Linked DNA regions of Mus musculus: regions 2, 3 and 4 are each linked to region 1. A link is a contact called in public Hi-C data. All regions are on one chromosome and are shown on one strand. The core of a region is the stretch at or near the end of the contact, and the rest is flanking DNA. Distances in the headings are between cores, read along the strand shown.

Region 1 (6,594 bases), core at 1,392-3,891:
TCCCATTCCCAACCTAACAGAACAGGGCAAGGATGCCAACAAGACAATGTGATTCCTGCCTGTCAACTGGATTACATCAACTCTGTTTAATACTACTGGCCATCTCACGCTGCTTGAGAGCATGGATCAACTGCTAAAGGTGTTTGACTAATGAGAGAAAACAGCAAGGGCTTAGACACAGCTTCTTTGAGAGACCAAAGCTCTTAGAGATTGGGGGCAGGGTGCCAAGGAAAAGAGGTTGTCACCATGAAAAGTTGGTGGAGGGAGCTTTCAGGGCAGAGCAGATAGCTTGGGCTATAAGGTTTTGAGCTTACCTTCCTGAGCCTTACTTTCTCTATCTGAGTCATGAGAATGGGCCTTCGCCTCCTTCAAACACTAATTTGTTTGGGGTCTCTGTGCTCAAAGTTGATTGACAATAAATAGATGCATACAGTCCCTTCTTGATACACCAGACTCACCTGAATGCCTTGCATGACCACCCCCTCCCACCTCCAGAAAGAGGCAGTCAGAAAACACCAATGAGGACCAAGGCAGCATGAACAAAGGACTGAGTGGGACGGCTCCAGATGCTCTGAGAGACAACAATGATGGTGATGACCTCGCTCTAATGAGCTGAGGTGAGCGCACCTCCAGCATTAATGAATTGGCCTGACAACTGGCAAAGGCCAGCTGATTTTGCTCTCAGTTCACTGACAGCATGTTTGAAGTCTCTGTGCAAACAATACACCCACAGGACAGTCCAAGGGCCTGTATGGAGGGTAACCGGCAATTACTGTGTGGGCTTCTGTCGCTTTGATCTCTGGGTCGTGACCTTTGCTTTCTTGTGATCATCAAAGCCCAGATTGTAGATTAGCTGGGGAATGCTAGCTGGTTTATATAAGCCACAGGTTTTACAGCTCCTATTTAGTGGGAAACAGCCTTGGGTGGCAGCCCAAGGTGGCCCCAGACACCACCAGAGGGTCCCTCCTACCTTTCCTTTGGTGGAGTGCTACAGACACTGGGCAGGCCCCCAGGCTGCTGCCTACCAGGGAACAAAGAAAGGGCCTCATATTTTAAATAATTTAAAGTTTTAAGGAATACAGAGGGTGGAGTGGGGTGGGGGACTGGAGGAAACAACCAGAGCCTGAAGGGACAGAAATTGAAAGAAAATGCACAACAGAGCTAAGCCACAGAAGACCAGCGTCAAGCCTGAGAGCCCAGGTTTCTTGTCTGAAAGGTGATGTTCGGCATTAAGTCTCTGCTGACTTTCAGCCATCATTCTTCTTGAAGGAAAAGATAAGAAGGTGTTAGCATCCAGGGGTCTTCACGGGGTTTGTTTTCTCTGCCAGATGAAGAAGGAGAAAACAAGAAATATCTGGAGTGAGGCAGGATGCAGTGGAGAAATCCTGAACATAGAACAGGAGCAGACAGAATCAGCGGTCAAAGAAAGGCTTTTATGGGGTGAGGAAACACACAGAAGGCAGGCACATGAAGAAAGAGATGCCCTGCTTTGCAGAGGCAACGGGGAAAGCTAAACTCAGATCTCCTCCAGGACTGAAGCGTTAAGGGTCTGTGAGAGGAGTCTTTCTTCCCCAAGTTTAGAGTTCCTTAGTTTGAACAAAGGCAAGGAGGCAAATAGGTCAGTATCTTTGGGGTAAACAGGTCCTGGCGTGGCCTTGAACTTGTCCATAGGCTGAGTTCCCTGGTGGTGAGATTTAAAAAAAAAAAAAATCTTTCTTTTAAGCTCCTAGGCTTTTCTCTCAGGTCAGGAGTATAAGGAAGAAATCAGCCATCTTGGAATTTCACCACCTTATTATCTAGTCATGTCTCTCTCTCTCTCTCTCTCTCTCTCTCTCTCTCTCTCTCTCTCTCTCTCTCTCTCTCTCCTTTCTCCTTTCTCTGCCTATCAGCAAATCAGTCTATCTCTTAGTCTCTCTCTCTCTCTTAAAAAAAAAAAAAAACTGCCAGAAGAAAAAAAAAAAAATAGGAAGGGGGTGGAGAGATGACTCAGCGTTTAAGAGCACTGACTGTTCTTCCAGAGGTCCTGAGTTCAATTCCCAGCAACAACATGTTGGCTCACAATCATCTGTAATGGGATCTGATGCCCTCTTCTGGTGTGTCTGAAGACAGTTACAGTATACTCATAAAAATAAATAAGTAAATAAATCTTTAAGAAAGAGAGAGAGAGAGAGAGAGAGAGAGAGAGAGAAACTATTCTGAGCACCCAGGTTTCCACCCCTGACTTTCTATATGCATTTTGTATGGTATCAAAATCTGCAAGAGGCCCAAGTTCATATTCATGCAACAGCAGTGCCTTATCCACACAGCGAAATGCAAATGAGTTCAGACCCCGCTCACTTCTCAGCCATGAGCAAACACAAATGGCTAAGGGAATCCAGGCATGGTTATACTCCTACAACAACAGGCCCCGGGCTCTGCTCAACCACTCAGTAGTACGCCCATGTTCACAGAGAAATTTAATGAGCCTGTATTACTGTGGGGATGGATGCCAAGAAAGTCCAACTATGTACACAAAGGTAAATGAGGAAGCCAAAGGGTTAGGCACTGGGAAAAGGGTAGGAAAGATGGAACAGAGAGAACAATATACACAAACCTAGTCATTTCCCATTCCAGGTCTGGTGGTTAGTCACACATGAACTAAGCCTGAGCTGAAAACTTTGAAGTCAACATCTCCCATGGAAACAAAACAGCAGACACACTTGTTTTGATGTATGGCTGGGTGACATAAATATTACATCACATGACCACAGAGGATGCCAATCAATAGGAATTTTTTTTTTCAACAGCACTAAATGAACCACAGGTTCCTGCTTCTGAATGCTATTGCTTAAATGATTAATAGATGAAGCATTGTTCAAAACCACACTTAAAGTGAAAAACAGTAAACTGTAGAAGTATCATTCATTGCTTAAGTCATTTGCTAGCAAAAATGCCGTACAAATTTACATAGAGCTTCCACTATGATGATTTCCGTGACAGCCAGAGAGAAGGTAGACCTCACACTTTGTGGATGAAGGGGCAGGAAAATAGTTTACCCAACGTGGGATAGGCCATTGTTCTGCTTTGTTTAAACACATATGCCACAGGAACTCTGGATTCAAAAGCCATATTGTGAAACCCTAAAACTTCTCAGGGGTAAATGAATCACCAACCAGGATGAAGAAATCAAGCCTGCGGAAAGACCACAGAGCTGAGCTATGCCATGGCCACATCTCACTCTTCCAAATACAGGGAAGAGTGCTTTTCAAGTCAACAATTAAAATAAAATGAATAAAAAATTTAAGCACATTAGAGAACCAGTCCAGCATTTCACAAGATGATGTAGTGAATTTGTAACGGAGTAGGAACACATTTAAGACCTCTATTGTTCCTGGTGGCTGCCTTTTCTCCAAGTGTGAGCATCTACCAGTCACTGTGTGGATAACTTATAGGTTTTCAAAGGCAATTGTGGCTAGATGTGATTTGGGCTGTGTGCAGGCTCTTGATTCCTGTCCCTCAAGGCAGTATTGTCATAAATACACAAACAAACAGCCTTCTCAGCCCCATCTCTCACATCCTGCCAGCAACACAGACCTGAGACGGGGAGGACATGCTTGGGGGACTGCCAAGGTGGATACACGAGGATTGCTCTTAGAGAAACAAACTTACTGCAAAAACACTGACCCACAACTCAGACTTGGATTGAGTCTGGATGATAGTTGCTACTGGCTTACTGGATCGGATACCTACGAAGGGAGAGTAATCCCAAACACCCCAGCATAGTCACGTAGCCACATTCCCATGACTGAGGTTTGCATTCAGCTTCAAGAGACAAGGACTCTGCTTTTGCTCAGTGGTAATCCTTCTCTCCATGTACACATGTCTATAGCAGTGAGAGGAACACAAATGATGGAATGTATAACATGGGGTCACATAGTAAAACGTGGTCTGCTGCCAAAAGAATCATAGCGGCTGAGCTGACTCCAAGTTGTCTCAGGACCACTGATCTAGACAGCCATCCCTGTTTTAAGTCGTCCTATTGGAATGGAGCTCCACATTAGGTTTTCAGATCTTACTGCCATACAGTGAAGCTTAGTCTGCTTTGTCAAGCTGCCCAGTTACAAAATCAACAGTGAAGTATTTGCCTTTCTCTACCCTTTTCACCTCTCTAAGCTCTATATCTGAGACCAAACAGAACAAATGGGAAATTCATCCTATTTCCTGTCTTTCTCCCTGCTCCTCGCTCTCTCTCATCCTAAAAAATTATTTATCTATAATTGTATTCATATATTATGTTTGGTTGCATGAATGAATAAATGGACATGTGTGAGTGTGTCTGTATATATATATACATAAATAGGTAATACAAATGCATACTTATAAGCATATAAAAGTTACATGTGGTTTACAAATCGAACAAAAATATGGAGAAAAAAGTCAGAAAGTAAAAAGGAAACATTCAAACAATGTTTCATTTGTGAAACATGTTTATTAGGTAAACATTTTTGAACTTGACCTTTCAAAATACATCTTAAACTTAGTGCTAGCAATAGCCAAGATGGAGGATGTCTAGGTGCCTACAAACAGATGAAAAGATAAGAATGTATTTTGACATATAATTGAGTATTATTTATCGACAAAGGAGAACGAAGTCATGTTGTCTGCAAAAAAATGCATAGACCAAAATATCATTACATAGAGCAGACTAGGTGTCACACGCATTACCTTATACATGGAAACTAGAATTAAATAGAAAAGAAATACAATTTCAAGTAGTGGTGGAGATACCACTGAGGAAGGGTACGAGTGCCGGAAGAAGCAGGGAGATGGGTGGTGGGTACAGAGGAAGATGTGAGAGCAATATATACTATGATATGAAAATATCACAGTGAATCTCATTCACCTGATAATTAATATGCACTAATAATTATAATGAGAAATGTTATTCCAAAAATGTAGATACAAGAAGGTACTAGGTTTAAAGTGACCCCTTCACACGCCTTGTATCAGACAATTTCATGATTCAAAGTTGAAAAAGAGTGGTCCAGACGTCATTCAACATCTAAGCAATTAAACATGAGAAATGAGCAACTTGCCCTGGCTGGATGGCAGCTGTGTTTTTCCCATCAGAAGTCACACTTACATCTATGACATCACACCATGCTTGAAACATGTTCCAAGTGGAGATGGACTTTCATGCGGTCATTTTTTTTTTCTAGGCCTAGAAACTCTACAAAATTAATCATGAAACTTAGAGATGAAGCCAAAGCCACAGAATTCCTCTAAAGAGGTACAATTGAACCTCGGCTTTATGTTATCTATGTCCATGTGTTGGATTTGTTTTTCTCTTACAAATCTATAATAATGGTCAGTATTTCTTATATTTTTAGCCTGATACACAGTAATTACTCCCACTACACTTCTTTGTAGATCAGCAGGGTTAAACTCCAGTAGGACAAGTCCCTCTCAGACCATTAGCCTCTTTTCCCAACCCTTCCAGAGCTAGGTCCCAAGAGCCCCAGCTGCAACTGTAGTATTTCCTTCTCCTCTGTTGATTTGAGTAGGGTATTAAGGACAACATCCTTTTATAACAGAGACCAAAGGGAAGATATCGCTAATCCCCTTCCTTATCATATAAATAAAGTTGTATTGGAAGAGAGTCAGGTATATTCACTTATAAATCATTCATGGCTGCTTCCACACTTTAACATCAGGGATCAACAGTTATGACAGGATCCATGTAAGACCTAAAATGCATATGAGTTAGCCCATGATGAAAAGCATTTCTCAGCCCCTGATCTTGACCAGCCCATATTCTTTCTTGGCTTCTATGAACCGAAAGAAAGAAGAAAACTGATTCTGTTTCTAAAAGACAACAGTTTACCATAGTTTAACATGGGAGTCCATGGGCACTTACCAATGCTTTCTTTACATCCCAAGGCATATGGATACTTACCAATGCTTACTCTATATCCCACAGCATTCTAGCCCTGGAGTCTCCATCTCCCTTCTCCCACCACGTGAGCACTCACCTGTATCTCTTATAGTCTTCCTCATCCTTCTCCAAGTTGACCAGCTCATTGGGACATGCCACGTTTCCCAGGAGGCTGAGGTACTCTAAGGATGGTGTCACTTCTGCCAGGTGATCAAGGAGGTACTCCAAGTCGGTAATGTGCCAAAGGTTAAGGATCTTTTTTCAAGAAAATGAAAGGCTTAGCAAGAAGTAGGGGCCATCAGTAACAGCTCAGGCTATGGGAGTCAGTTCTGCCTCAACCTGGACAAAACACCTGACAGAGCAACTTAAATAGAGGAAGGAGTTATTTTAGCTCACCATTTTTGGGGTTCCATTACATTCTGGAAGCATTGCTTTGGGGCCTATACCTTCAGTGTGTGGACTTTTAGAAGATTCCCAACTAAATCATAGCATAACTGTGTCTCAACTCCTAAAAACAAAAAAAAACAATTTTCAGTCAATCATGCTAAAAGATGGAATTGTCATTCCATGCTCTCTATAGAAAACATCACAAATGTGATTATGCAACAGAGCTGTGAGGGAATTTGTAAGACATAAAGTTTTGAAATAGGAATATCTAGAATAAAAAGATTTGTGTCCTT
Region 2 (6,594 bases), core at 2,170-4,669, 160 kb before region 1:
GAGCATACACACCTGTATGATGACAGGCTAAGGCTTTGCCTCATAAGACAGGGGACCCAAAGAGCCCCGGGTACAGTCATGCAGATGACTTTGTGTTGCAAAGGTCCCTAGTTGTTATAGGTTGGACTGTATCCCCTTAGAAGGCAGGATAATACTAACCTTCAGTGCCTGAAAGTTTGAGCTCATTTGGAAATAATCACAGCAGGTACAATGGTTCAAGATAAAATTATACTAGAGATTGGGCTCCTTAATCCAATGTGATGGGTGTGCTCATGTGTGTGTATGTGTATGTTTCTGTGTGTCCCATGTATGTCTATGTGTGAATGTGTTTTTCTACAGGTGTGAGTGCACATATGCACATATATGTCATTAAATGTAGAAGCTGAGGGACAACCTTAGAGAGATTCCATAGGTACTATCCACCTTGGTTTTGGAAACAACAGCCCTCAGTGGCCTGGAGTGGGTCTCCATGCTTAGTGTTGGCATTATTAGCACATAGCATTATATTTAGATTTTTTTAATGTGCATTCTGGGGATTGAACTCAGGTCTTCATGATTACAATGGCAAATGTTGGTATTCTGTCTGGGCTCCATCCCAACAGTTACCTGGCAACAGCCAGGTAGGCCTGGCTCACTATAAAAGGGATGCTTGCCCCCTCCTCCCTCCCTCTCTCTCTCTCTCTCTCTCTCTCTCTCTCTCTCTCTCTCTCTCTCTCCTCTCTACTGCTTCTCTCCTTTGTCTCTCTCCCCTTTGTTCCCCCTCTTTCCCCATTCCCATCCATCCCCTCTCTCTCCACATGTTCATGGCCAGCCTCTCTCTATTCTCTCTGCCTTTCTCTGCCTCTACTACCCTCTTAACTTCCCTCCCCATGCCCTAAATAAACTCTATTCTATAGTATACCATCCTGTGGCTGGTCCCTCCAGGGAAAGGGATGCCTTGACATGGGACCACTGAGACACCCCCTTCCCCCACACCTCACCACACCCCAAATAACATATTTTTATTTCTTTCTCTTTTATAACAGCAAGCACTTTACTGACTGAACTTGCTCCCCAGCTCTTGGCAATTGATCTTGTAAGATGATGTGAAAGCACAAATCAAAGAGTACCATGGGAGAAGATATCCAAGGAGAAGACAGGCAGGTAGTAAGAGATGCAGGGCATGTGGTAAGAGATGCAGACAATGGTGTAGTGCTTGAATTAGGCAACGCCTAGAAGCTAAGTAAGATTTATCTAAAACATGGCTCTCACCCTTCCTAATGCTATGACCCTTTCATATGATTTCTCAGGTTGTAGTGACCATCCAATCATTACATTATTTTTGATGCTTCTTTATAACTGTGATTTTGTTACTGTTATGAATCATAATGTAAATGTTTTTGGAAATAGAAGTTTGCCACAGGTTGATCTAGCCACTGATCTAGAGAATCTGGGAAGTAGCAGAGCCCTGCTGACACCATTTTGACTTCTAGAAATATAAAAGAATATGTTTTCATATGGCGGTACTTCATTATAGTAGTCCTAGAAAGCCAATGGCATAAATTACTATAATAAATCTATCACTGATCAAGCATAGTCTTACATCACACTCTACATAAGAATTTTATAAACATTACTACATTGAGCCATCCCAACTGTCTGCGATGTTAATTCTTTTGTTTTGTTTTTATAGATAAGGGAACACGTGTGTCTTAGGTCACGAAGCTTGTGAGTGGCAAGTGTCCTGGTCCTGGAAGTCTGCCTTTCCTTCCTTGTGATGCCACATGGAAAGCCAGAGTGCTGAGGTCATTCCCCAGGGCATTCCCTAACTGCTTGACCAGAACCTTAGTGCTCACCAGCCCTCCTGCACTTCAGTGGAATATGAGGGAAACCTGAGATATTCAATCTTCTACATGCATTTTGGCCATGTTGATGTCATAATCGCATTACCTATTCACGATCATTAGAAGATGCAATTTAAACCAAGATTTCTTCTGCTAAAAAAATGTTAGAACCATGGTTGTGTAGGCTTCTTTTTCATGGAGAAATCTCAGGTCATGCATGTAAGAATGCAACCTGGAATGAGCTGGCAGACAGAGATGACAAAAAGTGCTAAGCACAAGGTCAGGTCGGCCAGGAGTTTGGAACTGGAAAATAGGCTGACCGTATCTGAACTGCATCAGATAGCATAGTTCTTTGGAATGACGGCATCTATTGGATTGGTTTTCAGATATTGGTTTTGCATCAACAAAGAATCCCATGAATGAAGAAATCAGGAAGCTGTGATTTTACCCCATCCGTCCCTCACTCTGTATCTCCCTGCCTCCCTCCCTCTTTTGCTTTTCCTCTTCTTCCTCCTCCCTCCTCCTTCTTCCCTCTCTCCCCCACCTCCTCCTTTAATACAGGGTCTCATTGGATAGCCCAGACTAGACTGGAACACACTATATATCCAAAGGTGATCTTGAACACAGCAATCCTCATGTCTCAGCCTCCTGACTGCTATGAGTAAAGGTTCACATCACCAAAACTGACCCCCTACATATCTCTATAGCAAGATATTTAAGAAGATTATTCTGCTTTCTCATAATATTTTTATTTTTCTATTTATAAATCACTAATCTGAATAGGCTTCTGGGACTTTATAGACTACCAAAGGATCGAAGATTCCCTCTGTTTTCACCTGCCACTTGACTAGATGTGCAACCTTGGGCAATTTTCTTGGTCTCTCTGAGCCTTGGTTTCCGTTTATTTATTATTAGTTTTGTTATTATTAGTAGTACCATTTGTTTATTTATTTTTTTAATGGAGAGCATTCCATGAACCTCCTTGATGTTGTTATGAGGAGTCAGTAACAAACTGAGTACTGCTTAGGACAATACTCACTAAATAAATCATCATTGTCATCATCATCATCATCATTTTATTTTATTTTACATTTTGGTTTCTGGTCATTTTAAACTGTATCAGTTAAAGGTACACTTACCTGCAAACCATGTCTACTATTATTTAGCAGTGTCACACTTTTAAATATGCTGTTCTCCAGATGAGTAGCAAGGAAAGAATTCACTAGTTTCACCAGTGCTTTGAACTGTTAAGAAAAAAAAAGTACCCCTGGATACGATGGATGTGATGGATGTGATACTGCAGAAAGTCCCGGCTGAGTTAGCTCCCTTCCCTGCTAGTCTTCCCTTTGCTCTGGGATTGGACGTGATTTTCTTTCCCTCACTTAATTTCCCACTTGGAATTTGTATATAGACTCTGATAAGGAACCCCTTAAACTCAAACTAAGAGAGTGCAAGATTTTTGTGGCTAGAACTGTAATGTAATGTAAATAACCTGATCTCCCAGTCAACTGTGCCTGTCAGGAGGGTACGTGTGATCCTAGCTACCACAGCCCCTCACAGACCTTTGTTCTCCATTAGCGAGGTGCTAGTTCCACCAGCGAGGATGGTTTTATGACTTGGCATAAGCTTCTGCTGCTTCCCAGGCGCAGCAAGGGGAGTTAGTTCAGGGCCCTTGAAGACTTCTTTTGTTCTGCCAAGTTAGGGAGGAAAGAAGGGGTGAGGCTTGAAAGCCTGTTTGTTTACACTCAGTACCCAGCTCCCTGCCTTTTTCATAAAAGGAAAGGCAGCCAGCAGGAGACTCACAATCCTCAGCACTTCCCACTTGGTTCTTGCTGCCTTCTCCCACTTGTGTATTAAGCAGCCAGGCAGCTGTTGAACACATATTATCAACAAAGCAATCTTCTAGCCCTTTGATTCAAGCTATTCCTATCCTGTGCCCTGAAATAAAATGACTTTCACAATTAAAACCCTGAAATCAATGTGGTGTCTATTGTCATGTGTGCAAGAGAAACGCTTTAATTACAACCATAGTTAGATAATACAGTCATTACACCTCCCTAATCTCAGATATACAACCAGCACCCTCTGAGCACTTTACCACCCTTTCTTTGATTTTTTTTTTCCTTTTTCTTTCTTTCTCTCTCTCTTTTTCACCCCCAACATGAATGGCTTTTTATCTAAGCACTTCAATTTGCATGCCTTTGCTCTGAGGCAGCTCCCCATGATATGTTAATTGCAGATTGCTTTAAGTACTAAAAGATTAACATAAAACCCTTTGCAAACAAGCTAATAGTTTATGATAATTTTTGCATGGCCTTTGTCTGTCTATCACTGGATTGCCTCTAGCTGTAATTTTATAAAGAAGCTGTAAAATATCATTTAAACAAGTTCATTTACACATAATTATTACCAGAATCACATTATTCAATTTAGATACTCCAGCCTATTAACAATCCATGAACTAAAATGTAATTAAACTATTTTCCTTTTATGAACCTATTCATTACAATGTGTGGGAGATGGATCTCTCAGTTTCACTGCAAAACTCAGCACTTTGTTGTTGGAATTGACAAGTCTGGCACTCATTATGTGCTTTTAATTATATTAAAAGTATTGGGAGACAGCTCAGATAAAGAATATATTTAGAAACGAAAGCTTGGAAATGCCAAGATGGTGTCATCCCTAAATATATATTTGTTTTACTCCTGCTCTCTTCCCCATTTCTGAACAGTGAAAAATAAAATAAAATCAGGCTGGTTGTTTTAATTGAGATTTTCTGCTCTTAAAGTAATTTTTCTAATTTAAGCCAAGAATAAATACCTCATTTAATTAATGGTGTTTACTCATCTTTCCCACAGATTTTATCTACTTTTGTAGAACCGAGAGCTAGAATTAGAGCCAAGGAAGTCTTTTCTCCTAGTATTTACCGACAGACCCACAGTCACTTCAGATGCGGGGTGATGCTTTTGAGCTTTGATTCAGCACCATTGAACAGCGTTGGTTCTGATGCCAACTTTCCTCTCTGTGGGGACAACTGACTCAATAGGCAATGATTGATGGGCTTGTAAGAGGCAGCTCCCCCTGACCCCCAGCTCTGCTGTGCTGCTGGATTTCAGGGAAACGCAAGTGATTTAGTTAGAGCAGACTGAGTCTCTGGACTGGCTAGGCACCCCAGTCAATGTCAAAGACAACAGGTCACTCAGGTTAGGTGCTGACAGCAGCTATCAAAGAAAAGGATCCAAGTATCCTGAATCTAGCCCAAGTACTTCCTAGCTCCCACACTTACCAACGGGACTAGTTCATTTCTTTCTCCAAAGCTTTGCTTTCTAGGATCCTATTTCTAAGAAGGTCTTAGAAGGTTCAATATCTCCCTCTGAGCACAGTCTTGACTGTATGTGGCTATTTAGGATTTAATCACGACCAACAATTCCTATTAAACATCTGCCCTGCTCTCCAGTGTCCACACCAGCCATATGGCAAGAATGTTGACCGCCTGGGCAACCTGCAGATCTCTGGGCAGCCTGAACACTCTTCCTCATGTAGATATTTTTTTAATTTTCTCCTCCAAACAATGAACTTCCCCTTCTATACCTCAACACTATATCCTAGCCTAATCCTGCCTTATATTTGGCAAATAGTCAACCCATCACTGTAAGCAACAATATCTTCTACTTCTCCAGAGCCATTACTGGCTGTGCAATGGAAGCCTGGAAGATGTGTCCTGTGGTTCTCTAGCTTGAAGCCAATGTAGAGGTTATTTCCAAAGACATCCAGCTGGGACCAGAGAGATAGTTTAGAGGTTAAGAGCACTGTGTGTTCTTCTAGAGGAACTGGGTTCAATTCCCAGTACCTACATGGCAGCTAGAATATGTAATCTCAGTTCCAGGGGATCCAATACCCTCACACAGATATACATGCAAGCAAAATGCCAATGAATATAAAATGAAAATAAATTATTTTTAAAAAAGACATTCAGCTGACTGCAAGGATAACTTTACAGCACAGTGAATAGTTTCTTAATAAACAAACAAACAAACAAACAAATCACTTTTTTGCCTATAGATTAATAGTGTAAGGGCATTAGTTGTAAACTTTGTGGCATCAATAACCCTCCTTGCTGTCCATTCTTCCTTCTAAAATCCTGCAGGAGTATCTATCACCTAAGGAAACACGGTATTCTGTAGGTAGGTAGGCCCACAGTTGTGGGGTCTGTAGCCATTATCTTATAGGATCTAAAAGCAAGAAAAGCTTTAAGAATCTCTCTCACACATATACACACACAAACATTAGACTGACTGTTAAAATCAACAGAAAAGCTGTACAGCCCGTTCTCTAGTTCACCTTATTGATACATGTATAGATATCACTCATCAGGCAGATCCCAAGTCCAAGGAGGCAACAGAAACCAAGGTCAGAGCAGAACAACCCCCTTCCCCTCCCTTTTGTCATTTGCACTCCAGAGAATCAGATGGAAAGCAACCAACTCTGGCTTATCTGAACTACTCCAGGTGGAGGAATGGGGAACCCATGCCATTCGTCACGTGATTTAGATAACAGGCAATTTGACAAACTCTCACTAATGCTTTTCTTCATATGTATTTCTCTTATCTTGGGCCTCATAACCTTTTTTCATTCACTCCTGTATGCTGAAACCTGGTGTGCAGAGACAACTTATTTGGGGTTTTCAACGTTTGATTGGTGAGTAGGGAACTTTCTGCTTGAGGCTTTACTCCCCGAGGTGGCATGTCCTCAGGATCAGTTTTACTAAACC
Region 3 (6,594 bases), core at 2,490-4,989, 140 kb after region 1:
ACCTCTTTGATACACTGACTTCCAGGTGACTTCTTGTCTAGGACATGCTAATCACCATTCAGAGTCTGTGAAAGAACACTAATGTAGTGTCTATCTTATCAGAAAGGGGAGTTCTGCTACGAAGAAAGAACACATTCACTTACCTAATCATGCTCCTAACTTAGGAGAACAAACTAAAATCATACCTATTGAAGCATGTCTCTTCTGGTTCTGGGAACCTAACTAAGTGAACAAGTGCTTTGCTGTGCAAACATGGGGACTTGAGTTTGGATCTTTAGCACCCACATAAAGGCCAGGCATGACAAACTGCATCTATAGTCCCAGCTCTGGGGAGGTAGAGACAAGCACACCCCTGGAGTTCATTAGTTTGGCCACTCTAGCAGAACTGGTATGAGACTGACTCCCTGTTCTAAAACACATAAGAAGTGACAGAGGCAGATACCTATTGTTGACCCCTCACCCCTGCAAACACATTCACATCCAACTGCAGGCACACATGCACATCCTCACATGAACATGCAAACCTACCATAAACGTTCACATAAAAAATACATCCCTGGTCACAGATACACACTTATGTGGCAACCTCAGCACAGTACCACACACCAGCACAGTCACAAACACCCACTATTATAAACTAGCAGCTACAACAACTGGAAGCTCAGGAGAAGCTGGAAGGCAGGGGAGGAAGATTTCCTTTCAGCTGCAATTTTCTCTCTCCTTCTGATCCTTTTACAAGCACGTGTTGCATGTGCTTTGACTATTTTTTAAAAGAAGGAGGAAAAAATAGGAGAAAATGAAGGAAGAAAGAAACCCTTGGGCGGTTTTCTCACCCGGGCTTTGTCACAAGGCCTTTTTCTGACAGCATCACTCTGCTGTCTAAGCTCCCTTTTTGTGAGCACCTCTGAAGAAACAGGGAGAGACAGGAAGGTGCTTCTTGATGTCAGAGACTGTCAGTGGCAGTGCAGGTAGAGAGGGCCAAGCCCTGGGACTGTTCACCTTTCCACAGTAGGAGGGCGGAGCTTCAGAGGAGCAGTGCATCCTTAAATTATTTGCCAGGGAAACCAGGCAAAATAGAGCCTGCTTCCATAAGTCAGACAAAAAGCCCAAACTACTGGATTTTTGCTAGGGTCGTCCTGATGTGGGATCTAGATGTGACTCTTTCATGGTTGGTCCTCTATGTCCTGTTGATGAACTCACACATGGGAGCCCTGACATTTCTTTCTAGTGCTAGAAATCCTAGAGCTACCTGTAGTTCCAGGAAAGGAACCAAGACCTAAAGATGCACATCTGGCCTGGAGTCTCCAGTATGCACAAAGGTGCACAGTCTAGGGACACGGAGAATATAAGCAACCCAAACATGTTCCCTCCTCTCTTAGAACCGGGAGAGCTTGTAGGATACTTAGTGAGTAAGGATACATACTGCACAAGAAGGAGGGCCTAAGTTCAAATCCCCAGCACTCATGTAATGAAGCAGACATGGCCGCAAGTGTGTGTTTGAGCCTGGTAGTGTAAGGAGCAGAGCCAGAGGGATCATGGGAACTTGCTGGCTGCTGGGCTAGCTTCAAGCTCAGTGAGAATCTCTGTGCCAGGGGAACGAGGGGAAAAGCGATAAATCAGGACACTCAGTGTTCTCTGCGACCTCTGCTTGTGTACACTGGCATGCATTTGTGCACATATGTCCACGTACACCAAGTCAATAAATAATAAACAGAATAATAAGGAAAATCAGTTAGCTTTAGGATAAATAACCTCTTTTAATACATGTTACTAATATATTTGCATTTCTTCTGGGTTATAAAAAGCAAATTTTGACATTTTTATCTAGGCAGGAAGGGGCCCATAGCAATTCCATTTCCATCCCGGCACTAGATCATCCCTATTTCTTGACCTTAGTGTGTACTGAGATATTCTGTTTGACCTTTCCCTTAGCTAGAGTCTATTCATTATTTATATGCGACTCTCCTTCCCTCTTTCCTGATCCTCTCCAACTGCTCTAAACACTTCTTTCTCTTTGGTTGAAAATTCACCAACAATCAGAGGCCTCACCATAATCTCATACTTAAATTTCTGTTCCTTGTGTACATGATTCCTGCTTCTTCATGGTAGTAAAGGGACACTTACACCAGTGTAAGATATCCACACTGTAAACTCTACACACCCTGGTCTCACATTCAAATAAATAAAGTGACCCCTGTCATAATCTCCACATTCATTGTCACATATATACCTTGCTCTTCCATTCCTGAACCTCTTCCCCCACAGACCCTGAATCATGGCAGATACTTAAATTTTTCCAACTGTTGTGCCTCCAGCTTCTGCTAACAGACTTTTACAAAAGCTGTCCCTGAAAGCCCTCCCTTTCCACAGCTTCCTAGCAAAAACCTTAGCCATGTTTAGATCCTAGTTCTGATGTATCCTCTTCCAAGCAGCCTTCCAAGATCCTATGTGCAAAAGATGTTCCACTTTGTTCCTTCACCCCTGAACTCCTCAGCATCTATCAGGACCAGCCTCTGTCCAAGGGAATTTGTAGACTGTGAGACATACCTTAGCATGTATGATAAAAATAAAGATCCAAGAGAAAGGACCTTGGAGGAGGAAGGAGGAAAGACACACAAATAATATCAAGCTCTGTAGCACTGTGGGCAGCTGGACCTTCCTAGAGCTCAGGGGACACAGGAGGCTGAATAGAAGGCACCGAGCTAACCCCATGACAGAAAACTGTCACTGGCACAGGCAAGGCTTCTCTTGAGTGACATTCCTAACCTGTCCTGTTCCAGGCAAAGGAGTTTTAGGGCCATGCACTGGAAATGGCAATACTGCAGGGACACCCACAGCTTCTGCTGCAGCCTGCTTGCCTGCCTCAAGCGCCCAGCAGGATTCTGGGCTGTCATAGATACTTGGCAAGTATTCACAAAGAAACCCATTTTTCAAGTTCTTTGAAGGTGGGGTCTGCCTTTTATTTTCTGCCTGGCACAGTAGATAAGAATTCAAATCACACATGCTAAGTGAAGAAGGTTGCACAGTTTAACTTAATCCCCCACCTCCTGGCTGGGCTGGGACCAGGCTATGTGAGCTGAGCCCACACTTCATTTGTTCCTCTCTCTAGTTTGCACATGCTTATTCAGGCACACACTGCAGACCCATCCCAGCTCTTGTGAAGCTTAGCACTGGATTCAGTGAAGAGGTTCAGTAATCTCTCTGGAAAATGCACCAGTGACCAGAGGAACAGCACAGGAATGCTAGAAGATTCTAGGTCATTCCTGAATATGCTTGCTTTCCTGCAGTTTCTGGTGTCTTTGCTATTTAGGAACTGTTCTACTGTATCTAGGAACTGAGGTAAGCATCTACCAGGAGAGCTGCAGTTACCCCACCATATCTCCCATGCTTCTTTGAAATCATATCACGAAAAGGATATGCCAAGAAAGTGCCTACAGACCCAGTCATAGCCAAGGACTCAAACAAAGACAAATTATGTAAGCCTGAGCAACGGCATCAGGCAAGGGAAGGACAAGCCAGGTTTTCCAGCCAATTTCAGAGCAGACCAGCTGCTCTGCATCATTGAGATATCTGCCTTCCTAGGACACCAGACATAGGTCACCCATCAGTCATTCATCTTTTTGATGAATTGTGCTGTCCGGCATACCCTTTCCAAAATGTGCTTCTAGATGGTGAGGGTGGCTCAGGGTGACTGTTCATGCCACATTCAGCCCCCACAGCCAACTGAGTCTACTCTCTGAACTACAGCAGGAAACGCCTACTTGTCATCTTGCTCCAAGCAAGGAACAAAGCAACCCAATGGTGTATGAACTGAAATTTGCCTGGGGAGAAGCATTCCATGCCTGAGTTTATTGAGACCTGGCATCCTTGGGACCTGATGGGGAGACCAAGGATTTATGGGCATGACTCAACTCCGATATGCTTCAAACCACATGGCTAAAAATGAGTACAGGAGACTTGGCTGCTCCTCAAGGCTCTGTTCCCTGTTCACAACATCTTGAACAAATCATGTCTCTCTGGGCCCCCATCTTCCCCTCTAAAAAAATGAGAGAATCACCTCGATGTCCATTCCCCTTTGTGCCACATGCTCAAGTTTAGTCATGAGTGACACAGCACTTAGCACTAATATCCTTGCTACGGGATTTGCATGTCGATAAGGGAATTGCATTCATTCTATTTTTCCACCAAGATGCTGTTAGAGTAAAAATGCCTCAGGATCCCCTGCTCTGATGAAAAGTGTGTGTGTGTGTGTGTGTGTGTGTGTGTGTGTGTGTGTGTCTGTGTGTGTGTGTTATAGTTTTAAGTAGAATGAGAAACAAGAAAAGGAGATGAAGGATTTGAACCTAGCTCTTTTACCATGAACTTGATTTTATTCCATTCATGCAAAAGAGCCACATAGGAATCATTCTGACCACCAGAGGGCTTTCCACACTGACAAAATGCATTAAAAAAGACAGAAGATGGTGAAATTAAAAATTGGAAAGTTCCAAGTTACACTGTTGAGCTCTATAAAGGACTGGGCCTGAATTAAATACGATTAAAAAGGAAACCCGAGGTTTCCTTGAGTTTGGCATGTTTCTCTATATAGTGGGGAAGAAAAGCTGCCATTCTTCCTAAATGTCAGAAAAACATTCAAAGTACTTGTCTGGGCTGGGAAGCCAGCAGGACATTTCAAACGATCTATTGCCGTTTTAATCACGGAGTCAGTTATTAGTTCCCGAATGCTAGAGCATGGTTTGCACCCTTTGGCTTCTTCAGTTGAAAGTCAGAACTGCCCTCAACGATAGTGCACTGCAACCCTCGAGGCCATTCATGTGAATGTGGAGTGAGAGTGGGTGGGCTACATTGTGACGTCACAACAGACTTCTCCTGGGGAAGATGACAAGCTTGGTGAAGGGTGAGCCTGAAGGTATCGAAAAGAGACAGCACTTAAAAGGAAAAACAGCGCTGAGCGTGGAGACCACTTCCATCCCCTGAAAATGCAAAAATATGTAAACAGAACTGCAGATATGCAAAAACTGAAATTTCCCTATAAGAATTTTCTTGTATTTTATCATCATAAGCTAAATGCCAAATAACTGACGAAATGCCTGATCAACCTTAGATCGAAATTCTTAGCATTTACCAATAGTCTGGCTTAACCAATGATATGGCCCTTGGCAGAAATAAAAGCAACACGAAAACAAATGCCATACTAGAAAATAAAAAAGAACTCAGGGCTGGAAAGAACACTGATTGTTCTTACAGAGGACCTGAGTTCAATTCCCAGCAACCACATGGTGGCTCACAACCATACGTAATGGGATCCATTGTCTTCTTCTGGTGTGTCTGAAGACAGCTATGGTGTGCTCATATACATAAATAAACAAAACTTTTAAAAAAAGAACAGAAAAGAAAAACCAAACTCTTACTGTAGCCATATCTGCACCATACAGGGCAGCCCAGAACCATGAGGTTGACTGCTGCCAGTATCCATACCAATGACAATGGACAAAGCCGTCCACGCACTTCAGCCTCTTCCTTATGAGGGTAGCACAATTCCCATCATTCCACAGTTATCCAAGTCAATAACAGCCATGGAAAATCTGGCAAAGGGTTCACAGTCCTCTCCAAATCCAAGAGAGCCACAGGACTGTTGGATAATTGCTATACTAGCTGGTAATTCATCTGACTCACGGCCCCATTGGGTGCCATGCTTCTAGAAATATCCTCATTAGTTAAATCATGTTTCCCTTTTCCCCTCCTCAGGAGTCAGACTCAGAGCTGGCGGGTAAGGAAGAGAGCTACTTATCCTTGGCATACCCCAGGGCTCACACTTTTGAACCTGTTTGGCATGCTTCAGGAGAATCAAGGTGACACTAGCTCCCTGCTCCCAGAGGGGATTCTGAGACCCAATTTCTCCTTGCCAAGTCCAAGCAATGGCATTGACAAGAGAACTCAGGTCACTGTGGCAATCCTGCCCTTCTCTTGCAGGGCATTTTAAACCTCTGACCAGGTAGGAGGTGTGGCTATTAGTGGCAGTTCCACTCTTGCTGTAAAGTATCCCCACAGTCAGTACCAGGCAATCAGTCTTTAATGTCAGCCATAACCTTCATAAATGGGTTTGTAACGAGAACCCCTTGTTTGTCACAGGGAAGGTATGATTGATGCGGCCTACGAGTGAAATGAAGCCGCAGTGACCATCTCAATAACATGAACAGCTGCCAAATATTCATTTAGCAGAATGAGTTTAGAAAACTTTGAGCAGATTGCTTTCACAAGGCTGCCTTCAACAAAAGGAAACATAATTAACGAGCTAATATCAGCATGTGTCTGGCTAAGCTAATGAATATCAAATTACACAGAAACTTGTATAAATCATCATTACCCTGAATTTTAATTGAACTTGCAATTAAACATGACAAATTTTATATACACTAAACCTTTAATTTATACTTTCAAATAAGGAATAATTTATCATTTTTAGTATTTCATAGTTAATTTCCCAATATGTGCACTTCCAATTAACAAGGACAGACAGGCATTTAAACACACACAAACACCACACACACACACACACACACACACACACACACACACACACACACACAATCA
Region 4 (6,594 bases), core at 1,766-4,265, 140 kb before region 1:
ACAAAACCATAAAACTAGCAAGCATTTCCTTCCTCAACATCAGCTCCCATTTCGGGGTTCATGACTGAGAAGGGATAGCATCACTGTCTTGGGGTTTGACCCCGAATACACGCATGGGAAGCTCTAGTGGTGATCTATTAGACCGGGAAGATGAGCAGAGAACAGCAAAACTATTTATAGGGCTGGGAAGATATTTAGCTTAACAAAGAGACCTGGGTAAGAAGGTGACTCAGAGAACCAATCCACACCAAGAGCAAACTGACTGAATTGCTGTATGCAGTAAATACTGCATTGCCACACCAGATGGATGGATCTTGAAGGTTTCCTCTGGTGATGTTAAAATGACGCTCCCAACAAATGTCAGTTCTGTCCATGGTCTGTCCAGCCAAGCCTAAAATCCTATCCTGTACAAGTCATTCTGATGACAGAGATTTTTTTTTAATCTCTGCCTTAATAGTTTGCTGAGTTTTGTTTCTGCTCAGCAAACTATTACGGCAGAGATTTAAAAAAAAAATACAGTTATTGATGAGAGCAGTTTGGGCAACTGAATTCTCCCTAGCAATAGATTGACTGATTTTATGCGGTTAACCCTTGTCAAATACGTATGTGTTTTGAGAGTTGTGTGTTTAGTCTAAGGTGGGGGAATGCACCTGCAGAGATGGCTGGAAGCCTCTTCACCCCAGAACCCAGATTTTCAGGAAAATCTGTAGCCAAAAAGTAAAACTGGTCAGATGCTGAGGACCATGGGGATTTGGAAACAAGTAAGTTTCACTGACTACTTTAGGGCTGGGAAGGCTTCACAGAGAAGGTAACCCTGACCTAGATTTAGTGAATTGTCATTGATGTCAGGGGTCATTTCAGAGTAGGAGGAAGGGCAATTCAGTAGAGGCTTAGCAAAAGCATAGGAGATGTGACATAAATCCATGGGGAGGGAGGCTAGGAATGGAGAGGAAAAATCAAGGCACATACACCTAGAGCCAGAGGGCATTGCTATAGCGAGGTCGTCTGTCAAAGGGTAGAAAAGCATAATGCAGAATGGAGAAAGGTGGTGGGCAGGAGGCTGCAGAACATGAACGCCACTACAGGAGGAACCTGCAGACTGCTTTCCAGCAGGTTCTTGGAAAGGAAGCCTTAGCTGGGAAGCACATAAGACACACAGATTTCAAGAGAGCTCTTACTCCTCATGCCCCGACAAAGGTCCCTACAACAGGGCTCCTCATGGTGGCAGAGAAGAAGAGCAGTTTGAGGGCCATAGTCCTGTGGCTCTTCTCATTGTTCAGGGACAGCAGGGGAAGAATAGGACCAGACACCAGAAGGACTTCAAAGTAACATGGTGAACCTCTGGGGCCCTGATCATTTTCTGTCCTGTGTTCTTTTTACAGATCCTGACCCACTCCTGGCACCCACACCTCTCATCTTGCGAACAAGTTATCGTTTCCCCTGCCTTTCCTTTTATCTCTAAACATACTGTTTCATCTCATTGGAGTTAATCAGAAATGAAGCTGACTAAAGTTTACTGAGCACTTACTATGTATATTGCATGTCAAAAGTGGGAGGGGCTTAGGCTCAGCCTCCAGGAACACTGTCAGTCATGGAGGAAAGGAGTGTGAAGAGCCCGAGCGAGCAAACTGCTGAATTATGGATCTGTGATTTCCCCTACTTTGTATTCAATTCATACTTTTAATTCACATACAGTGATCGCATAGCTGTGTTGCTGAGAGGTCTGCCTCTTCCCCCACCTCCACCCCCTGCGTGTTGTAGTAGCGGGGCTTGAAACCATGGTATAATTAACATAATTAAAGTATTAATAAAGATTGAAGGGGTTGGACACTGTGTGAAATGCTTAATTTTGTGTATCTTTAGCTGATTGAGTGTTTAGGTTTGCATTTCAGCTGCCACCCAAATTATGTGTAATTAAGCCAAGGCTCAGCTCTGCCTGTCTCATCTTACCCTGTGCATGCCGATGGCAGACGGATTTGATTCTGGAGAGAAGGTGGTGGATCTGCCCACTCATTTGTAGCTGTATGTGTTCGCACTTTTTATGAATCTCTAGCCTCTTCCCAGTGCTTTCATCCATCAAATTGTCTTTTTAGTATGGAATGAAGAATAGAAAGCTACAGTGAGAAAAAGTCAAAGGCTTACAGTCCATCCCATGGCTATGATCCCCTGCCCAAGCGTTCTGCTGCCTTTCCATGTATAAGGTAGGTGACTATTAGGGCTTGGGTCTAAAATACCTGCTAAAGGCTTATGGGCCTGAACACTTGTTTCTCATCTGGTGATGTTGTTTTGAGAGGTTATATAACCTTTGGGGTTGTGGCCCAACTAGCAGAAGTGAACCTTCGGCTTTGTAGGTAATATGTGCTTTGATTTACAGTCTAGATATGAACAAGCTTGGCTCATACCAATAGCTGTGGCTTCCCACAGCATGACTGGCCTGTAAAATCCTACATGCTTCTGTCAGATATTTGGTCAGTGTCGTTAGCAAAGGAATTGACATAATTTCAAAGTGATATACACGTTGATGCTCAGAAATTACATCAGATGGCCTGTCAACATTGGAAGTAGTCACAAGCACAAGGGGATGAGTCCCACATTTGCAAAGTATCCATTCTTTGAGACCAAAATAGTGACGTTCAAAGAGCTACTAAGATAAAGTTGAAGAAAAAAATCAGCTCAATGTCATGACATTGAAGGAGTTATCACTCTGGTGATACTTAAACCTGACCACAAACAAGAAAAAGTGCAGTGCTTACACAAATCAAAAGGCTTTCCTGAGTACAACACACCCATTGACAGGTCATATCCAGCATGCTGATTCTTGTGTTAGACCTGAAGAAGTAACATATAGATCAATATATACATTCATCCTTGCCATTATCGAGTACACAGAGCCCTTAGGAGAGGGACAAGGCAGCAATACAGGGCCAAAGACAAAGCCCAAAGACAAATACATATAGTAGCCTTTGGAATGTGGCAGTGATTGTGGCAGGTTACACTTCACTAGGAAGACCAGTCTGACTCATATGGCTCTAGCTGTGAGGTCAAGGCCATGACTAAGGAAGTGTTCAGTGGCCCAAAGCATGGTAGTTTTTAGTAGAGAAACTCGGTTGGGCTTACTGGAAAAAAGGAGAGTATGAGGTGAATTCTGGATTGAACTGCAGTGTGGAAGGCCTCAGATGCCAGGATGAAGTCTCTACAGTGAAGGTGCTCTGGGGGAAATGGGAAATAGCCAGCCATAGTAGTGCATGCCTGCAATCCTGGTGCTTAGAAATCTGAAGCAGGAGAATAACCTTGAGTCTCACACTAGCCTGGGTTAGATCCTGTCTCAGCAATTAAAAGGGGCTGAGGGAGTGGGTGGTGATGCTGATGCTGAAGTACAAAAATGAACAAGGAAGTGGCCTCCTGTTCAGCTTTCTACATAGTTCTAGCAAATTACCGAGGGCTTAGTGGCTTTAAAGAACAAAAAATTATGATCTCATAGCTGTAGGCCAAAAGTACAAGGGGCTCAGCTGGCTGCTCTGCCTCAGGTCTCGGGAAGGCTAAAATCAAGGTGTTGGCTGGGCAACGGTCCCACTTGGAGACTCTTGGGAAAGGTCTGCTCAAGTTCATCCAGGTTGTTGGCAGAATCGGTTCCATTGAGCTCCAGGACTGAGATCTGTGTCTTTACCCTCCCAGGAGACTCTCACTTCATCTTTCTTAACTTCCCAGTTCTTACACAATGTCATCCTCCATTTCCAGGTTGGGTTTCTTTAGAATGAAACAGGCTTTAAAGAGCTATGAATATAAACTGTGCACAGATCCCTTTAGATCTGAAGTTACCATTTTTTTTTAGATTACCTTGCATGTCTGTCTACACTCATAAATTGCCCACACAACTTCCTCCTCTCCCTCTTGTCTCTCTCTTTCTTCTTTGCTGAGTAACCATTTCTTTATTAAATCCTCCCAAAGCACTTAACTTGGTGGTCACAAAACTGACAGTTTATGTTTACTGGCTTGGGCGTTTGGATCATGGCTGCAAACACTGGACAAGAGAAACAAGCATAAAAGCACGAGGAGATTAATTGTATCCTATTGTTAAATTTGGCTTATAGAGGTCTCCATACTGGACTCTTATTAATGTGCTGCAACCTAACTTCCTATGTACAGTAAATGTAACCCTAACCTAAGAGTATACTCTCAGAAATACAGCTAAGTCTCAGCCAGTCACAGCAGCTACATCTCAACCATTGGCAGCAACTAAACATTTATACTGGATTCAAATAAGACAACTACAAAACTCTATCCAATTGGGTTGGCCCTGCAGTGTTTTCTGACCCCAGGATCAGGAGGGATATTTCAATCTGTCCTGGTTTTGTGAGCAGTTCAACTTGTGAATCATTCTTTGCCCACCTATCCAATTACTACACCTAATTTGTCACACTTCTCTTACAGTATTGGAGAGAGCAGCCAGTACATGGGCAGATTAGAGGGACGATTCCTTACTAGCAGAAGAGATATCAGGTCCTTTATCTTATGATGGGATGGAGGCTGTGGACAAAGTAAGGTGACTCGGTTGTACTGGTTAAAGGAAGTTTCCATCCTACTTTGCCCACAAGGTCATATGGACGAGCAACACACCCTTCTGGCATTGTTTTCTAATGACTACCCCTACCCACAGCCACAACCCAAAACTAAACACTTCTGTAAAAACAAACACTTAAACCAATAAAAGGGTGCCATGCCAGCTAACAAGACCCAGTGGAAGGGAGAATGACCGGGAGCACCCTACCCCTTTCCTGGGCCGCAAAGATATAAGATACTCAGGTTAGCTGAGTCTGGTGGCAGCGGCCCTCAATCTTAAAAACAGAGTACCTTAAAGGCTGGTTTGAGCTTGAGAAAGTTAAAATCGACCAGATAGAGGAATCTACTGTGGTCACTTGTAATTATTCTCTTCCCCCTGGTAGAGTGTATCTAATACAGCACTCGTTCACAGCGAGTGTTTTGATCAATTATGTACAATAGTAGGTTAGCACCTTCCTGGGGTTCCTTGGCTGATTCATTACCCCTGTTGTGGCACAGAACAGAATTTCAAAGCACCAATTAGTAAGTCCGACAGGCTCGAGTTTGAATCTCAGCTCTGCCTGACCACCTTGCTGCGAGCAAATTACTTCACCAACATGAGCTGTGGCTTTCTCCCTATAAGTGGGGATGATGGAACTTCTGTTTACAAAGCTGCTGGAGCAACAAAACAAGATGTATGTAAAGTACCCTGTGTGGGACCTATGGCACATGGCACACTCCTGACAAAAGGCTGCAGGCTCTTCATAGAAACAGGTAGGTTTTGATTTGAGAGGAATGAAGTTTGGTGAAGTGGAATACTGTCCAAGCCCCATTAAAAATCTGGAACAATAAAGGGTTGTCATGTAGATTTTTGGCATGAAAAAAGAATGGCCAAGGATACTCTACCCATTTAATAATGTCAACATTGACCAGTTCTAGCGGGAGCAGCATCAGGGATCCAAACAGCTGTTAAACAGATAGGATAAGCATCCACAAGCATAAGAACTCCCTGGAACACCCTAACCTATATTCTAAAGTCAGTTCACCTGTGTTATGCGGAATTTCTATAGTCAGGCTGCCATAGATGATTGACACTCAGAGATGAGGATAAAGAGGTGGAAGAACAGAGAAACCTTTTGCTGGGCTCTGTTCCTAGATGTAAAATACCAGCAGTACAGTCAAGAAATAGACCCAGGAGGCTAGGAGGATGTTTCAGGGTGGAAACTGCTTGTTGGGCAAACAAGTCTGAGTTTAGATCCCTAATATACACACAAAACAGTAGGTATAGTGGTGCACAAATATATTCTCTACAACTGGGTGGCAGCTAGAGCCCGGTAGATCTTGGGAACTTGCTGACCAACCAGTCTTGCTGAAAACACAAGCTCTAGGTTCAATGAAAGACTGTCTCTAAAACATAAGGTTTAGAGCAATGAAAAAAATGTATCTGAAGTCAGCCTCTGGCCTCTATGTGTACCTATGTACACACGCACGCATGCAGTCACGCGCGTGCGCGCACACACACACACACACACACACACACACACACACGTGTACATGCTTAAGAGCAGATCCTTATATATCTCTTAGTCAGCTAGATAAAGGGGAAAATAATAAACAAACCTCTTTCAACATCCCAGTGAAATTATTACATTCTAGAATTTAATGCATATTTGAAATATTTGTAGATATTATGAAAACCATGACCTTGGATTTGGGTTTACCATAGAGATCTCTAAGACTTTTCATTTCTGACACACATCTGCAGTGGTAATGCTGCAAGCCTATGCTCTCTATTTTTTCAGTAGCCAGCATGGAGACCACAGATCAATTGCCTCCACAGATGATTTTGTGTCCAGAAAACCCATCCTCTCTATCCCATGGAATGTATCTATGGGATATTTAAAACAGAGCATCCATGCTCTGGATATAGGCAATTTGATTCCATCTCCTACCCCAACACTCCCAACAGAAGTAATATCAGGAAACTCACTTTGCATTTTCTAATCTGTCTAGTGGCCTTACGAGCCAGACAGCTCTTCAGACTTCCTCACTCTT

What was found. A called contact is a pair of places that touch in the nucleus more often than the background predicts.
Region 2: a Hi-C map of uterus shows a contact between it and region 1, with 2.9 times the contacts expected there. The contact joins two enhancer-like sites. A contact is called at or near these places in 6 of 39 promoter capture datasets (the 3T3-L1 cell line, 3T3-L1-derived adipocytes, hippocampal neurons and 2 more), 5 of 484 Hi-C or Micro-C datasets (all in uterus), 1 of 115 datasets of contacts at active chromatin or transcription factors (vascular smooth muscle cells) and 3 of 9 other capture datasets (adipose tissue, embryonic trunk and pancreatic islet).
Region 3: a Hi-C map of uterus shows a contact between it and region 1, with 2.9 times the contacts expected there. The contact joins two enhancer-like sites. A contact is called at or near these places in 19 of 484 Hi-C or Micro-C datasets (3T3-L1-derived adipocytes, the HL-1 cell line, the N1E-115 cell line and 9 more), 4 of 115 datasets of contacts at active chromatin or transcription factors (embryonic forebrain, embryonic midbrain, embryonic stem cells and 1 more) and 5 of 9 other capture datasets (adipose tissue, embryonic tail, embryonic trunk and 2 more).
Region 4: a Hi-C map of pancreatic cancer cells shows a contact between it and region 1. The contact joins two enhancer-like sites. A contact is called at or near these places in 1 of 484 Hi-C or Micro-C datasets (pancreatic cancer cells), 1 of 115 datasets of contacts at active chromatin or transcription factors (a colorectal cancer cell line) and 1 of 9 other capture datasets (adipose tissue).

Annotation. Positions count from the first base shown.
Region 1 is chr14:22,583,963-22,590,556 of GRCm38.p6, reverse strand. Lrmda (leucine rich melanocyte differentiation associated) reads right to left here. Exons shown (of 7, transcript NM_028275.1): 4 at 6,012-6,151. Among named protein-coding and RNA genes, the nearest start is that of 4930405A10Rik, 44 kb to the right of the region's middle. Within about 2 kb of position 2,641, at least 56 of the 459 cell types and tissues checked have an H3K27ac peak or open chromatin away from gene starts, as enhancers often do. A contact at or near this core is called in pancreatic cancer cells and uterus, where this site is marked.
Region 2 is chr14:22,743,201-22,749,794 of GRCm38.p6, reverse strand. The region is part of intron 5 of Lrmda (leucine rich melanocyte differentiation associated); the gene reads right to left. All of the region lies in intron 1 of Gm30926 (a long non-coding RNA gene), which reads left to right. Among named protein-coding and RNA genes, the nearest start is that of Gm30926, 55 kb to the left of the region's middle. Within about 2 kb of position 3,419, at least 45 of the 459 cell types and tissues checked have an H3K27ac peak or open chromatin away from gene starts, as enhancers often do. A contact at or near this core is called in uterus, where this site is marked.
Region 3 is chr14:22,442,561-22,449,154 of GRCm38.p6, reverse strand. All of the region lies in intron 2 of Lrmda (leucine rich melanocyte differentiation associated), which reads right to left. Among named protein-coding and RNA genes, the nearest start is that of 4930405A10Rik, 97 kb to the left of the region's middle. Within about 2 kb of position 3,739, at least 23 of the 459 cell types and tissues checked have an H3K27ac peak or open chromatin away from gene starts, as enhancers often do. A contact at or near this core is called in uterus, where this site is marked.
Region 4 is chr14:22,724,187-22,730,780 of GRCm38.p6, reverse strand. All of the region lies in intron 5 of Lrmda (leucine rich melanocyte differentiation associated), which reads right to left. Gm30926 (a long non-coding RNA gene) reads left to right here. Exons shown (of 3, transcript XR_383249.2): 3 at 1,383-1,783. Among named protein-coding and RNA genes, the nearest start is that of Gm30926, 74 kb to the left of the region's middle. Within about 2 kb of position 3,015, at least 13 of the 459 cell types and tissues checked have an H3K27ac peak or open chromatin away from gene starts, as enhancers often do. A contact at or near this core is called in pancreatic cancer cells, where this site is marked.